2 separate regions of the Mus musculus genome follow, and region 2 is linked to region 1. A link is a contact called in public HiCAR-type data. All regions are on one chromosome and are shown on one strand. Each heading gives the region's core, a stretch centred on a gene start, on an enhancer-like site or on the middle of the called end of the contact. The rest is flanking DNA. Distances are from core to core; before and after follow the strand shown. Region 1 holds the start of Mme (membrane metallo endopeptidase). Region 2 has its middle 26 kb from the start of Gm34240.

Region 1 (6,589 bases), core at 3,999-6,498:
TGGGTAGTGTATTTTATTCTAACGTTATCACTTTAACATATGGATGCGGATCTTCTAAATGAATCCGTGCATCATCCAAGTGTATTGAGATCAACGGTGAAAGCATCCAAACAGGATTGGTTCCCTTTTGTACTGGTATCTTTGTGGGCATGGAAGACACTCACCATCATAGGTTGCATAGAGAGCGATCATTGTCACCGCTATGATAGTCAGGAGCAAGACAAGCACAGAGAGGCTGATCTCCAGGGGAGTCCATCGCTGTTTCTTCTTTGGCTTTGGAGCATTGATATCAGTTATATCCATCTGACTTTCTGATCTTCCCATCACCTAAAATCTGTAAAATACACATATAAATATAAAGCCATCTTAAATAGATAAAAAAAAACATATGCATGCATTTCATAAAAAGCACATCTGTGTGTGTGTATATATGTATATATACATACATACACACATATATATATACATATATATATGATAAATAAAAGGTCGATTTATTTTAAATGAGAAAAAACACAGTTTTCTTAAAGTCAAAATATTGAGAATAGAAGCAAAAAATATAAAGAATATACACACATCTGAATCTGATTGGTCCCAGGCCCAATCAACTTTTTTATTCTTTTGTTTTTAAAAATACATACCCACACACTCACACACAAGTGCATGAGATTTGAAGGAAGAATAGACATATGTATCTATCACTGAAGATCTCAGAAAGAGTTGTTTAAATACTCATACTGCTCCTGATATCCATGCAAAAATAGTTGTTGAACCATCACTAATAAAGTTTTAATCTCACTCATGTGAACTTTAGACTGGTAAAGGTTAACTTTATATCTTGCTCCAATGGTATCTTTTACAAGTTAAAAGAAAATCAATGACTAATACCTTAAAGTTTTAACTAAGCAGGAATATAAAATGCAAATACAGATAAAGAACCAAAAGGAATAAACACTTGAAAATAGTTTATTTTACTTTGAAAACAACTTGTATTTTTAACGTTCAAAATTACTTCCCCTGCAGATAAGGGTATCTATGAATGGGTAGACAACATTTTGAAGATGGTCACTGAATGGGCAAAAAAGTGGCTTCTATTTCAGGGTGAAAGACAATAATCACATCAGCATTTATTGTGTGATTGAAAGAGAAAACAAACATAATTATGTAAATCCTCCTTTGTAGGTCAGAGTATCACTTGCAGAATATATACTTAAGTTATACTCAATTCCAAACACTAGTACTTCTAACTCTAAGTGGGGTTTTGGAGTTCTTTCTAGATGTTAGATACAATTGTTAACGTTTTCTGCATTCGCTCTCCTAATCTCTACAGGGTGAATGTTAATACCTCAGTTCCACCCTCTGGAAAGTTGGAAAGCAGAGGACTCAATGAGCTTGCTCAAGCTCACACAGCTAAGCAATGCTACATAAGAAACATTTGGCCACAATTTTGAATCTAACAGTGCCATGTAAAGTAAAAGCTACTTTAGACATCCATGCAGAAATTTATGGTGAAAAACTAAGGTTATATAAGGCCAAGTATTAGATTCCATGGTTTCTTTAGAGGCCAGATGGTTCTTTAAAAATTGCTGAGCAAAGCTTGCAGCAGCTTCAACCTTTCTGTATGACTTCAGGAAAGAACACCTTAAACAACAAGTCCGCAGTTTTGGGCTCAATATAAATTAACCATAGAATATGGCTGTTAGCTGAAGCAATTGCTCAGAAATGTTCTCATCAATGAAGACTTTCCCCGAACAGTTACAAGTCTTCAGGGATGTATTTGTGGAAACTGAGGCACTAGGCAAAGTAAAACATGACTATAGATTTGAATTATCGTTGAGACTCAGCAGAGAAGTAGAGATTTGTTTTCTCTAGTGACTTATCAATAATAAAACACATATGGTCATTAAAAAAAAAAAACTGGATACAAAGTCTCAAGCAGTTTTTCCTCCTGATTACATGGCATAAGCAATGACTATCAAATAAAAATACTTTACTGGACAATGAAATCCGTGTCTGTTCAATAAAAGTAGACTGTAATGTACCCGAATATAGAAATGCCTTATTTAATGGTTATATAACTCATGTTAGCTTAGCCTCACGGCTCCCGGGGCAATGACATAGAATTGCATTGATCATACCGCTATTTTAATAGTAGTGGCGGCTGAGTAAAGAGAAAACAGGGACAAATTTAATACTTTCTCCCTTAACAGAGAAGTAAGCACAAAAGTACAGATTTCCTGAAGCCCTAGAATTTGAGAATTAACACATCTGCTTGCGGATTTCCCACTGCCTTTAAATGTTTAAATAAAGAGCTGCCTTTTAATGTTTGTTTTGTCTTCTTCTTGTTGATGTTGTCGTCGTTTATTTTTGTTTTTGTCCTTTCTAGAAGCCTCAGTCAGATCTAGTGAGTCTGTAAAGTCAAGCTTGGCGGTCAGATCTGCTTAAGTCAAAGTGCTCTCTGGCGCCACCAAGCTTCTTGGTGAGGGAAAGCTGGTAGGCGGGCATTTCTCAGTTCTGGGTTACTGCTTCCTGATTCCCTCTTTATCCTTGAGCAGGATGACAGGGTAGCTGGATTCTTTACACTTAACTATCTAAGTCTGTAGGAATCTCTACAGGGAAACAAACAGTATATTATAGGCAAACTATTTAGTCCTCTTACCTGTATCAAAGGAAATAATTTTTGAATCAAAATTTCGTTCATCAACCTTTCTTGTAAAGATTTTTCAATTCTTTAGAAGTCCTTTTTTCTCTTAGTACTACTTTTTTGATATTGGTCAAAAGCAGAAATGCTGCGATAGTAACCTCCTTATTATCTGTGTCCTTCATTTCCACTTAATTATAGATGATTCATTATCTTTTAATAAGAATATCTAAGCCAGAACACCTCAAGATGGAACACATCACAAATCTTCAGGTACCTAAAGCTCCAATCTAACCACACCCAAACACCTTTAAAAGATCGGTGATGCGGAGACAGACAAATCAGAATACAAAACACAGTACAAAGTCAATGCTTGCAATAGGATAAGCAAACGCATACCTAGGTTCTTAAAATATTTCACCTGAACTGGAAATTTGTTAAATCTCTTAAACTAAAAAAACAAATGCCAACACAGACAATAAGAGAACACAGAATCTGGAGTTCAGACTAAACAGAAACTCCACAAACTTCAACTTGGCAACATCAGCAAAAGAACGCAATGCTATTTTTGCTTGGGTATAAGATACATTTCAAAGCATCAGCATCAGCAAACGTCAAATTATGAAACCTGGAAGATAACTGATCGGTTAAAGAGAAAGGTGGAGCGAAGCAATTTTCATACTCGGGGCACATTGTGATACTGCAACAATACACGTCTGTAAGTCCCTGTGGTGGTGCTTTGGAGTTACAGTTTTGCATTAGTGGAAATTAAGGCAGAGTAGGAAGAAGTCAGCTTCATAATTAGATTGTGTCTGTGGAAGCTGAAGTAGTAGTATTCAGAAGACCGCTTGACCCCCACCCCCACCCCCACACCATCCTGCCACATTAACTAGTAGGTATTTCCCCCGGCCTGAAGTGAGTTTTGACATGAAAAGTCCCATCCACATTGCTCTAGAGTACAACCCAAGACAAACAAAACAACAACAACAACAACAAAAAATCAAGTCCAAAACACAACAAATATTTTTGAGAGCTTGAACGAAAGAAGAAAAAATCCAAGGGCGTGCAGCTACACTCCCTCAGCGCCAATCTGCCGATAGCAGAGCAGCTTCCAAAAGCTGGCGCTGCAAGTCAGTTACTAGTTTTCAGTTTAATAAAATCCATGTGAGCCGCTTATGGGCATGGAATAGACTTGACCGAGAGGCTCAGAGGAATACCGGTTTATAGTTACTCTCATTTTTAAAGAGTATAAATAGATCAGGATAGGTTAAGTAAGAAAGGGTCTTTAAAAACTTCCATCTACTAAAGAACACCCCCACCCCGCGCCAGCCAACCCTTTGGCAGATTTAAGCATGAATTATATAATAGGAAGCCAAGGTTCGAAGCACGATGAAGAGGTGGGATTGTGAAAAGACATTTAGGTTAAGAAAATTTAAAACTAGGAAAGTGAGTTAATTGAGGAGAGAATCCGATAGAAACTAAAATGAAAACAAACCTTGTTTTTTAAAATAAAAACAGTGTCTGTACAGCGGAATGGCCAATTCCCAGCCCCCAAATGAACCCCGGTGCAATTTGGCAGCGCTGCTCTCGGTCACCAAACAGAACTCCTGGGCGGAGGCTGCAGGAAGCTATGAAAATGAACCTGGAGGTGACCTGACATCACTCCCAGGGTCCTCCTCCAGGTCGCCTTCTCGGCCCCTTCCCCTCCCCACATTCTCAGGTCCCAGTGGCGGCTCCCGCCCAGGACACGCCTCCTCCTCCCGCGGCGACCAGGCACCAGGAGCCCGCTGCGCGCGGGACCTCGGCCTCTGCCCTTGCTTAGCGCGTCCCGGCCCCCGCCCGCTCTGTCCTCCTGTTGCCCGTCCCACCGACTCCCGGCGCCCCGGGGACACTGGTGCCCCGCTCCCGGTGCCCGGTTGTTCGCTCTCCGGTGACTCACCAGTGGGATTGGGGAGAAGTTGGAGGCGACTGAGCAGACACATCCCGACCAATGAGCGCACCGGCCAGGGCGGCCGCAGGCAAAGTAGCCCCCAGCCCGGGCGAGCGCCCACCGCTCTGTGCGGTCCCCAGGGTGCGCCCCGGCGCCGAGCGCGCGGAGGGGGACGAAGCCAGAGTCCCGGGAGGTTCCAGGCCCCACTCGGGCTCCGGGCGGGTGAGCGCCCGGGAAGCCCGCATTCCTTGGACCCTCACCCCGAGACTCACCCCTCGCCTTAGCCGCTCTGCAGCTTACGCCTGCACTCCGTCCAGCTCCTCCACTTGCACATCTCCGCGCCCTGCGCGCCTCGCGCTCACCCCCCGCCTCGCCGCACAGGACCAGCCGCGAGAGCAGTTCCCTGGGTGACCTGAAGGTTTCCGCCAGGTCTCCCAAATCCTGTCACACCGTGTAAAGGGGCGGAGGGGGCTCCCTCTCCCAGTTCGTCCCCCACCTTGCCCTTCCCAAAAGGGCTTCGCCAGACATTCTTGGAATTGTTTAGCTTTGTGGCTTTCAAGACAACAATACACTGTCTCTCTGGGATTGTGTAGTGCTGATTGCAGGCTCTCATTCTCTAACTGACTAAGACCAGAATGCTTCTCTCTCACATACTCTTGCTCTCTCCGTTTTCCCTCGTCCTTCACTCTCCTTCCCTTCTTTTCAATGTCTTCTTTTCTTCATCCTTCCCTCCTCTCCTCCCCCCCCCCCCAGTCTATGTGTGTCTCTTTCTCTTAAACTTAAGGCATTGAATTTGTCAAAGATAGAAGTTTGTCTTTGTGCAGAGGCAAGTATTTCATGGAAATTACCTTTAGCCGCTATTGTAACCAAAGAACTCAGAAAGGCTAAACTTTTCTGCCCCGCCCCCACCCCTGCCCCAGGATTTCAATGTAGTCATTCAATGTCAAGTACATATAGAGTTGGAATACTAATCCTTCTCCTGTTTGGAATCACAAGTTTTGAACACCACACATGCTCCATAAGTGCGAGCATGCTCACAGGACTTGAACTTGAAACGATCTTTGAGCATTAAAATGCCTTACTCCTTTGCCCTAACCAACTTTATGCTTTTTTTTAATGGTTAAAGAAACACAAACAAACAAACAAACAAAAAGCTAAGACAAGAACAGGAAATGTATGTTAGTGAAATTATGAGTATCATGGAAAGACATTTCAAGACAAAGTAACTCAATTGATGTGCGTAAGTTCAACGCACACCTTCAAACGGAAGTGCCCACGCTTCTTTCTTCCTCTGTGGGTATTACAAGCACATCTTTGTCCTCATGGCTAGACTAACAGAGATGTGTGACCTCTCACTGATAAGCATAGGCAGCTTGGCAAGCACTCTGGGAAGCATCTCAAATGGAATTTGAACCCAGGTCATCTTGCCTCCGATTGTTTTGCAGAGGATCAATGCACAGAAGAGAGAGTTACTCAAATTCTCTTGGGAAGAAAGCTAGATTTTCCTCCCCAACACCGGTGTGCTTAGTTTTTATTATATTTTACTTAAATTTTCAAAACATCTAAATTTTACAATAAAACGAGTTGGGAAAATATGTGTATGTATATATAGATACAGATAGGGAGAGAGAGAGGAAGGGAGAGAGGGCACTAGTTCTCAAACTTTCCATATTCAACCACTAGCATTAAAAGTTTAATGCATTTCTGATTAGTATAGTAATGTTTGGTCAGAATATTACAAAAAAAAAATCACGTTTCAACTAGAAATAAAAATTAAGCTCATGTGTGTGGCTATAGCCTACTTAACGTTTCTCATTTGATTTGTTTTATTTTCATTAAAGTTTTAAACATATTACTCTTTTAAGGCTATCTAGCATATCCACAAGATTCAAGAATATCTCTTTCACCTAAAGGAGGTGGTTGACCTGGGGCCTTAACGCCTTAGCATGATAAGTATTTGAGCAGCCATTGAGCAATACTCTTAGCCCTGGAGAATGTTTTGATAACAACAGAAACTA
Region 2 (6,579 bases), core at 1,780-4,279, 120 kb before region 1:
CTTTTAGTTTTATCTAATCCCATTTGTCAATTCCTAGGATTAGTTCTGTGCTACAGGAGTTCTGTGCAGGAAGTATTGTCTCTGCCTGTATCTTGTAGAATCTTACAGGTTTACTTTTGAGTCATCCACTCTGTTCCATTGGTTTACATGCCCTGGTAGTACTAACTTTGTTTTAACATGTCAGACGGACCCGAACCACATGTAAATCATGTGTCTCCAGACAGCAATTCCATTCACTGCACTTTTTAAAGATAGTAAAATTGTGCTGTGAGCCGGGTGGTGGTGGTGCACACCTTTAGTCCCAGCACTTGGGAGGCAGAGGCAGGCGGATTTCTGAGTTTGAGGCCAGCCCGGTCTATAGAGTGAGTTCCAGGACAGCCAGGGCTACACAGAGAAACCCTGACTTGAATAATCAAAAAAAAAAAAATTGTGCTGTGAATATGGATTCCAAGCTCAAGTGATTGTGGAAATGTTATGGATTCCAAGCTCAAGTGATTGTGGAAATGTCTGAGTTTAGGAAATTAAAATAACTTTCTTCATTGTATTATAGGATGGCATAGAGTTTTTATATTCTAGTGTTCATTCAAATACATATATTGAATATCTATTCAATATAATATATATAATAAAATGAGCCCCATGCTTCAAATTTATTTTTGTTGGTTAAGTTTCTTGTGATATATTAATTAATATCCAGAATAAGTGATCTATAGATGATGATTAGAGAAAGGCTAATGTACATTCATTTTTAAGAAGTTGTTTTTATTTTATGTATGATTATTTTTGCCTGAATATATTTGTGCACCATATGTGTGCAGCATCCACAGAGACTAGAAGAGAACACTGGCTCATCTGGAACTGGAGATACAGATGTTGCAGATGATGGTGCTGCCATGTGGGTGCTGGAAATTGAGCCTGGATCTTCTGGAAGAGCAACTTATGATCTTAACTCTTTTTATTACTCAATCATCTCTCCTGGGCTAATCTCTCAAGATAGATAGATAGATAGATAGATAGATAGATAGATAGATAGATAGATAGATAGATAGATAGAAAGATAGAAAGATAGAAAGATAGAAAGATAGAAAGAAAAAATAGAATAATTCATTTATTGTGTGTGTGTGTGTGTGTGTGTGTGTGTGTGTGTGTGTGTGTGTGTGTGTGTGTGTGTGTCTGTGCGCACGTGCACATGTACATGGGGCAGGAGGCCAGGGCACAACTTTCAGGAATCAGTTTTCTCCTTCAGTCCTGGAGCTGGCACTTGGATTGACAGGCTTGCTGGCAAGAACCTTTACCCATGAGTTATCTTTTCAACCATAGATTTTTAAATCAGACAGTTTATACAATGACTTAGAAAAAACAGCAATAACTGATATGTTGACTATATCAACTTTCCACTGATTTGGACCAAAGAAAATGACCTTGTGGAAAGTAAAACAACAAAGATTTTATTTAAAAAATCCTGTCTGAAAAACACTTTGTTTATTTTGACCCAGAAAATAAAAATTAAAATGGTGATGCAAATCTCCTTTGGATTATTTGTTTTATGTAGTTTGTGTCTTTCTTCCATGGCCTTCGTCTTTACTAGCAGAGTGTGGATTCTGCTGCATACAGCCTTGAAGCACATGGTTGATAAGGATACAGTACTTAATTCAGAACCCATCAAATTAAAGTTTCTCATTCAACCTAAAGATTTTTTTAAATTACATTTTATGTAATTATATTGTACATGCACGTATGTAGGTGGGTGCGCATGTACCACAACATGCATGTGGAGGTACCTGTCAATTTGAGGGAATCAGTTCTCTCCTTCAAACTATGTGGGTTCCAAAGATCAAACTGGGCTTACTAGGAGTGGCAGCAAGAGGGTCTGCCCACTAGGCCATCTTTCCTACCCCTAAAAATTCTGGAAAAACTGGTTTGAATCCAGGACTTCATTACTTTACTTTTAAAGTTGTTTCTACAGTAATAAAAATTAGAATCTGTAAGCTTACATTTTTATAATTGTTCTCAAGTATCATATTAAAAATCATTGATACAGATACACATTCTGAGTACTTCTAGTATAATTCAACTCGTTTATTTTAGCATCATAGTTGGCAGCTGTGAAGGTCTAACTAGTTTCTTAAATAATGAACAATTGTTCTTTCATGAGTTCATGTGATGCCAGGCTTTAACCTTGCTGTTCTTGTTAAGGTGTGCCAAATAAATTATCTCAACTGGCCTTCACAAAAGCTTTCCGAAGTACATGCAATTATTTTGCCCATTTCACAGATAGGGCTTTTATAGCAAAGATAAATATCCCCTTGGGCTCCAGTTTGCATGGAACAGTTGCCTGATGGCTGTCTACTCCACTGTCTGCCCCTCATTCTTAGTGTCAATTTGGAATAGTTGGAGACAGAGCTCTTGAAATCCATCTGGTTTTCCAAGGTCTTTCAAGCCTCATAAATTTGTGAGAATCCAAACATAGTTTGTTTACTGTTCACATGAATGAGTCTATATTTGGCAACTCCCAGGGCTCTCTTAATAATTAAAAACCCACAGTGCTCAAATCATCGTGGGAGTGAAAGATTAATAGGAACAAAGAGTTAGCTAATCGTGTTTAATAGGGCCAGCATGTGTAGCTGAATAAGGAGGAGAAAGGAAATAGTTCCCTCATAGATGGGATGCTACAAGGGTAGCATGTTAGGTTGTGCTCCCAGAGCTCGTGTTCCCAGAAATAAGCAGATAGAAGTCCAGGTGCTGTTGATCATGAGGGGCACTTTGCAATAACAACCAAAGTGGACCAAATGCAGCAAACATCCCAAGGACTCAGACTTTTGAAAACTGCTCTGACAACTTTTGCTACAAATAATTTATTGCTCACGGACACCTTGGCAGATATGCCCAGATGAATGCTTTAGCAGGCTGACTTCTAAAAGGTCATGTGATTCAAATTAATGTATATGCACAGAAACTTCCTCTTTCCCTTAAATATGTCTTGGCTTCTATTTTTTTATTTCCTTTTTGTCTCTGCTTGAAAAATGTTCCATCGCAAGAAACAAATGATAGTCTCTGTAATCATCTGGAAGTCTATTAAAGCCACATTGCATGACATGGTATTTACATTGAGAGGAAGAACTACGGTTAATGATTTTTGACCATCAAATACTCAACATTCTAGATTGACGAAGATCAAATTATAATCTCCGTCCTTGCTTGAACTCCTGTCCCTTTAAATGTTGAGGTTTTCAATATGTATTTTCTTACTAATCTGCCCCAATCCCTGTCTCCTCTGTGTGAGCATTTTCATGGGGATTTCCACATATACATCAAAAGTCTGCTACCACAGGAAAACAGGCAGAGGCACTGAAAGGGGAGTGAAACTTGATATCCAAGGAGGCAGAGTTGGACTCCAGCTGTGAGTGTTATGGAACTTATCCCAGAGGCAGTGACTTCAAACTTATGTTCAAGAAATTCACTGGTTTCAATGAAGAGGTAGGTATTAATTTCAAACTTATAAGCTGCTCAAATCAAACAAGAGGAGCGAGGTTTGTGGGTAATTAAAAAACAACATACCAGTTTAAAGGCACCACGGATCCAAAGAAAAACAAAACAAAATACAGACACATTCATGTCAGACTCAGTCTACAAGCACAGTTTTGAACCTTTGAGTTAAGGATCAAAGGGCATGAGATCAGTCAACAAACCCCATTGAGCACCCACAAACTTCAAGTCTACCCTTTTATTGCCTTACTCATAAATATGAGCAAACAGATAACTAAGAGAACCCCCAGTCTGAAAGATAAAGACGCCCATACAGTAGGTAAACTGCATAAACATGTAAACCTGGAAACGAAAACTACCATGTCCTCAGGGGAAGAGGAAAAGATACTGTGTCCTTGAAGCATGAACAAATGGATCATTTAGGGAACAAAAGAGGAGTCTTTAAAACATAAAATGTGATAGCAAATATTTATTTCAAAAATTCCTTGATAGTTGTTGGAAAATAGAATTGAGAAAATCTCCTATAAAGCAGACTGTGTTCTCTCACCAGGGAGCAAGAATAAAATATCACAGTCTGGGTGGCCCAAGGAACACAAATTTCTCAGACTCTGGAAGTCTGTGCTTTAGGAACCAATGTGACTAGGATATTCTGAGGTCTGTGGGTGGCCATCTCCCTGGTCACACTCTGTCTTCCTCTATGTGTTCCTGTGCCCAAATCAGTTTTTTTTTAATCAAAATATTAGACTTATTGGGCTAGTGTGCCCCCTTAATGACCTATTTCACTTCTTATCTTTGTAAAAACCCTAGTCCCATTCTGAGGCATCCAGGATCAGGGTTGCAACATTCAAATTAGAGCAAGGATAGCTATCCAGCATGTCCTATGACCCAAAATAATTGAAAGTAGACTAGAAAAAAACCAAAGGTATGAGCATCTGCTCTTCAAAATGTGTGAGTTTAAGAAGAAAAGAACAAGCACAAATGAAGGAAGCCATGAGTGGGAGTGTTTAAGAAAGTTTCTCTGAAATAAAAGATTTGGTTCACAAAACTAGATGAGGCTGTAAATGCATGAAAAAAAAATGAATGAAGATAGTTTGAGGCCAGAGCAATTATGAAAAGCTCTCAGAATATAGAAACTAATGGGAGATCCTATGGACACCTTTTGAGAAAAGCAGTTCATAGCAATAAAACACAGAACAGAATGGCTTCATGTATCTCTACAGCAGTGTTCAGCTAAACCACAATGGAGGAATGCCTTGACATTTTGGAGGGAGAGAGAAAAAATTCTGTTTGAACTTGGTAACTTGGAAAGTTCTAAGACTAAGAGAAAGGACAGCTATCCTTGAAGCTTCTGGGGAAGGTAGTCACCAATACGGAAGCAAACCGAAAGAGCTTGGGCAGACAATGACTCACGCACAGCTGCCCATGAATACAGGAACATGACAATATATTTGAATTAAATGGTCTGGGATGATGCTGGGACCACAGAATTTTTCTATGCTTCCAGGTTATTTTTAGCTCTACTCGGGGTGTATTCTGGGGAGACAGGGAATCTCCATGGTAGCAGAAGAGACCTGAGAATGGGGTGCAACTCCTGTCAGATGAAACTTGTTGGAAAACAACCTAAAGAATTTGAATTAATGAAGCAGATATAAAAGCCATAAGACTAGCATAGGGCTTTAGACCCTGGCTTCTTAAAAGTGTGGATCAGGGTCTACATGGTATCATAGAATGAGTGCCGGGGTTGTGAAAATTTTAGTAGCAATAAAGGGTTTGGAATGCATGATGACTAAAATTTTTTTCAAAATCAAATGCAAAATGAATCAGGGTGTTTTGGCATACCCTTGTTATACTTGGTGACTTCCCTGCTGGCTTGCTGATAAATATAACTTTCCCATTTTTAGCTGTGTGCATCACCTCTCCATGCCATGGGGATGAGGGCTGGAAAACAAAAGCAAGTTCCAAGAGTATTATATGTTAGGAACTGCAGTGCTTTACTGTACTGTACCTGCAAAAGTTTCTGTTCTTATGGAAACATAATCTTTTTATATGGAAACAGTGACCTAATATTTTCATACTATTGTTCCTTAGCATTAAAGTGTCAAATTATTATGTCTTTACATTGTATTGTGCTATAATTGATTTGTAAAATTGCTGTTTCAGGTGCTGACTTGAGTTTCATAAACTGCTGCTAAAGGAATTTTGACTTGGGATTAGGACAGAATTTCGAATATTTTTTTAATGACTCCAATCCTGATTCTGTCACTTTGTATTTATGCAAAGCAGAATTCTCAGAATTGATGATTAGGTTCTGGAAAATTATGATGCTTCATGTCTTGTAACTAATATTAAGCTAATACTTATCTCTTTATGTATTAATGAATAAGCAGTCATCTCATTGGTATGCACATTTCCATTTGTCTTTAGTAGACGGTGTCTAATTTACTGCTCTATTGCTGTGAACTGCATTGAGTTTTAGTTGACACCATGGTCAAGGCAACTCTAATATTAAAAAAAAAAAGAAATTCAACTATTCAACTGTGGGCTTGTTTACAGGTTTAGAGGATCAATTCATGATCATCATGGTAGGAAGAAGACAGGCATGGCACTGGAGCAGTAGCTGAGAGTTTTATATCTTGATCCACAGACAGGAGGAATAAGAAGAGGAGGAGGAGGAGAAGGAGAAAGAGGATGAGAAGGAGGAAGAAGAAGAAAAAGAAGAAGAAGAAGAAGAAGAAGAAGAAGAAGAAGAAGAAGAAGAAGAAGAAGAAGAAGAAGAAGAAAGAGAGAGAGAGAGAGAGAGAGAGAGAGAGAGAAATTGGGTCTGTCCAGTGTTTTCCACAACCACAGATGATAGAAATATATACACAATTTTCTTGTACAATGGTGGGCCTCAATGGCATATAGCCAATTGTCTTCTTCCATGGTGGGGTGTTGGTGTGTAATGGGGAAAAATAAAAGCTTGAAAGTTTAAGTATTTTATTCAGAGTATTTGACTGCTTACATCAACATTTTAGCACAAACTGAGCTTCATAAAAGGAAAAGTTTAAAAGTGAAACGTTCTGAAGGACTGAAAAGTAGTGAGGAAGTATGACT

The links. HiCAR-type assays count read pairs that join an accessible place to other places.
Region 2: a HiCAR-type map of kidney shows a contact between it and region 1, with 2.3 times the contacts expected there. The contact joins the enhancer-like site here to the promoter of Mme in region 1. A contact is called at or near these places in 6 of 39 promoter capture datasets (the 3T3-L1 cell line, 3T3-L1-derived adipocytes, liver and 1 more), 10 of 484 Hi-C or Micro-C datasets (the AML12 cell line, Sertoli cells, cardiomyocytes and 5 more), 1 of 115 datasets of contacts at active chromatin or transcription factors (kidney) and 2 of 9 other capture datasets (adipose tissue and pancreatic islet).

What each region holds. Positions count from the first base shown.
Region 1 is chr3:63,293,870-63,300,458 of GRCm38.p6, reverse strand. Mme (membrane metallo endopeptidase) reads right to left here and starts at 5,248. Exons shown (of 23, transcript NM_001357335.1): 1 at 4,844-5,248; 2 at 165-334. The coding sequence starts at 324.
Region 2 is chr3:63,409,516-63,416,094 of GRCm38.p6, reverse strand. No RefSeq gene overlaps it. Among named protein-coding and RNA genes, the nearest start is that of Gm34240, 26 kb to the left of the region's middle. Within about 2 kb of position 3,029, at least 35 of the 459 cell types and tissues checked have an H3K27ac peak or open chromatin away from gene starts, as enhancers often do. A contact at or near this core is called in kidney, nephron progenitors and uterus, where this site is marked.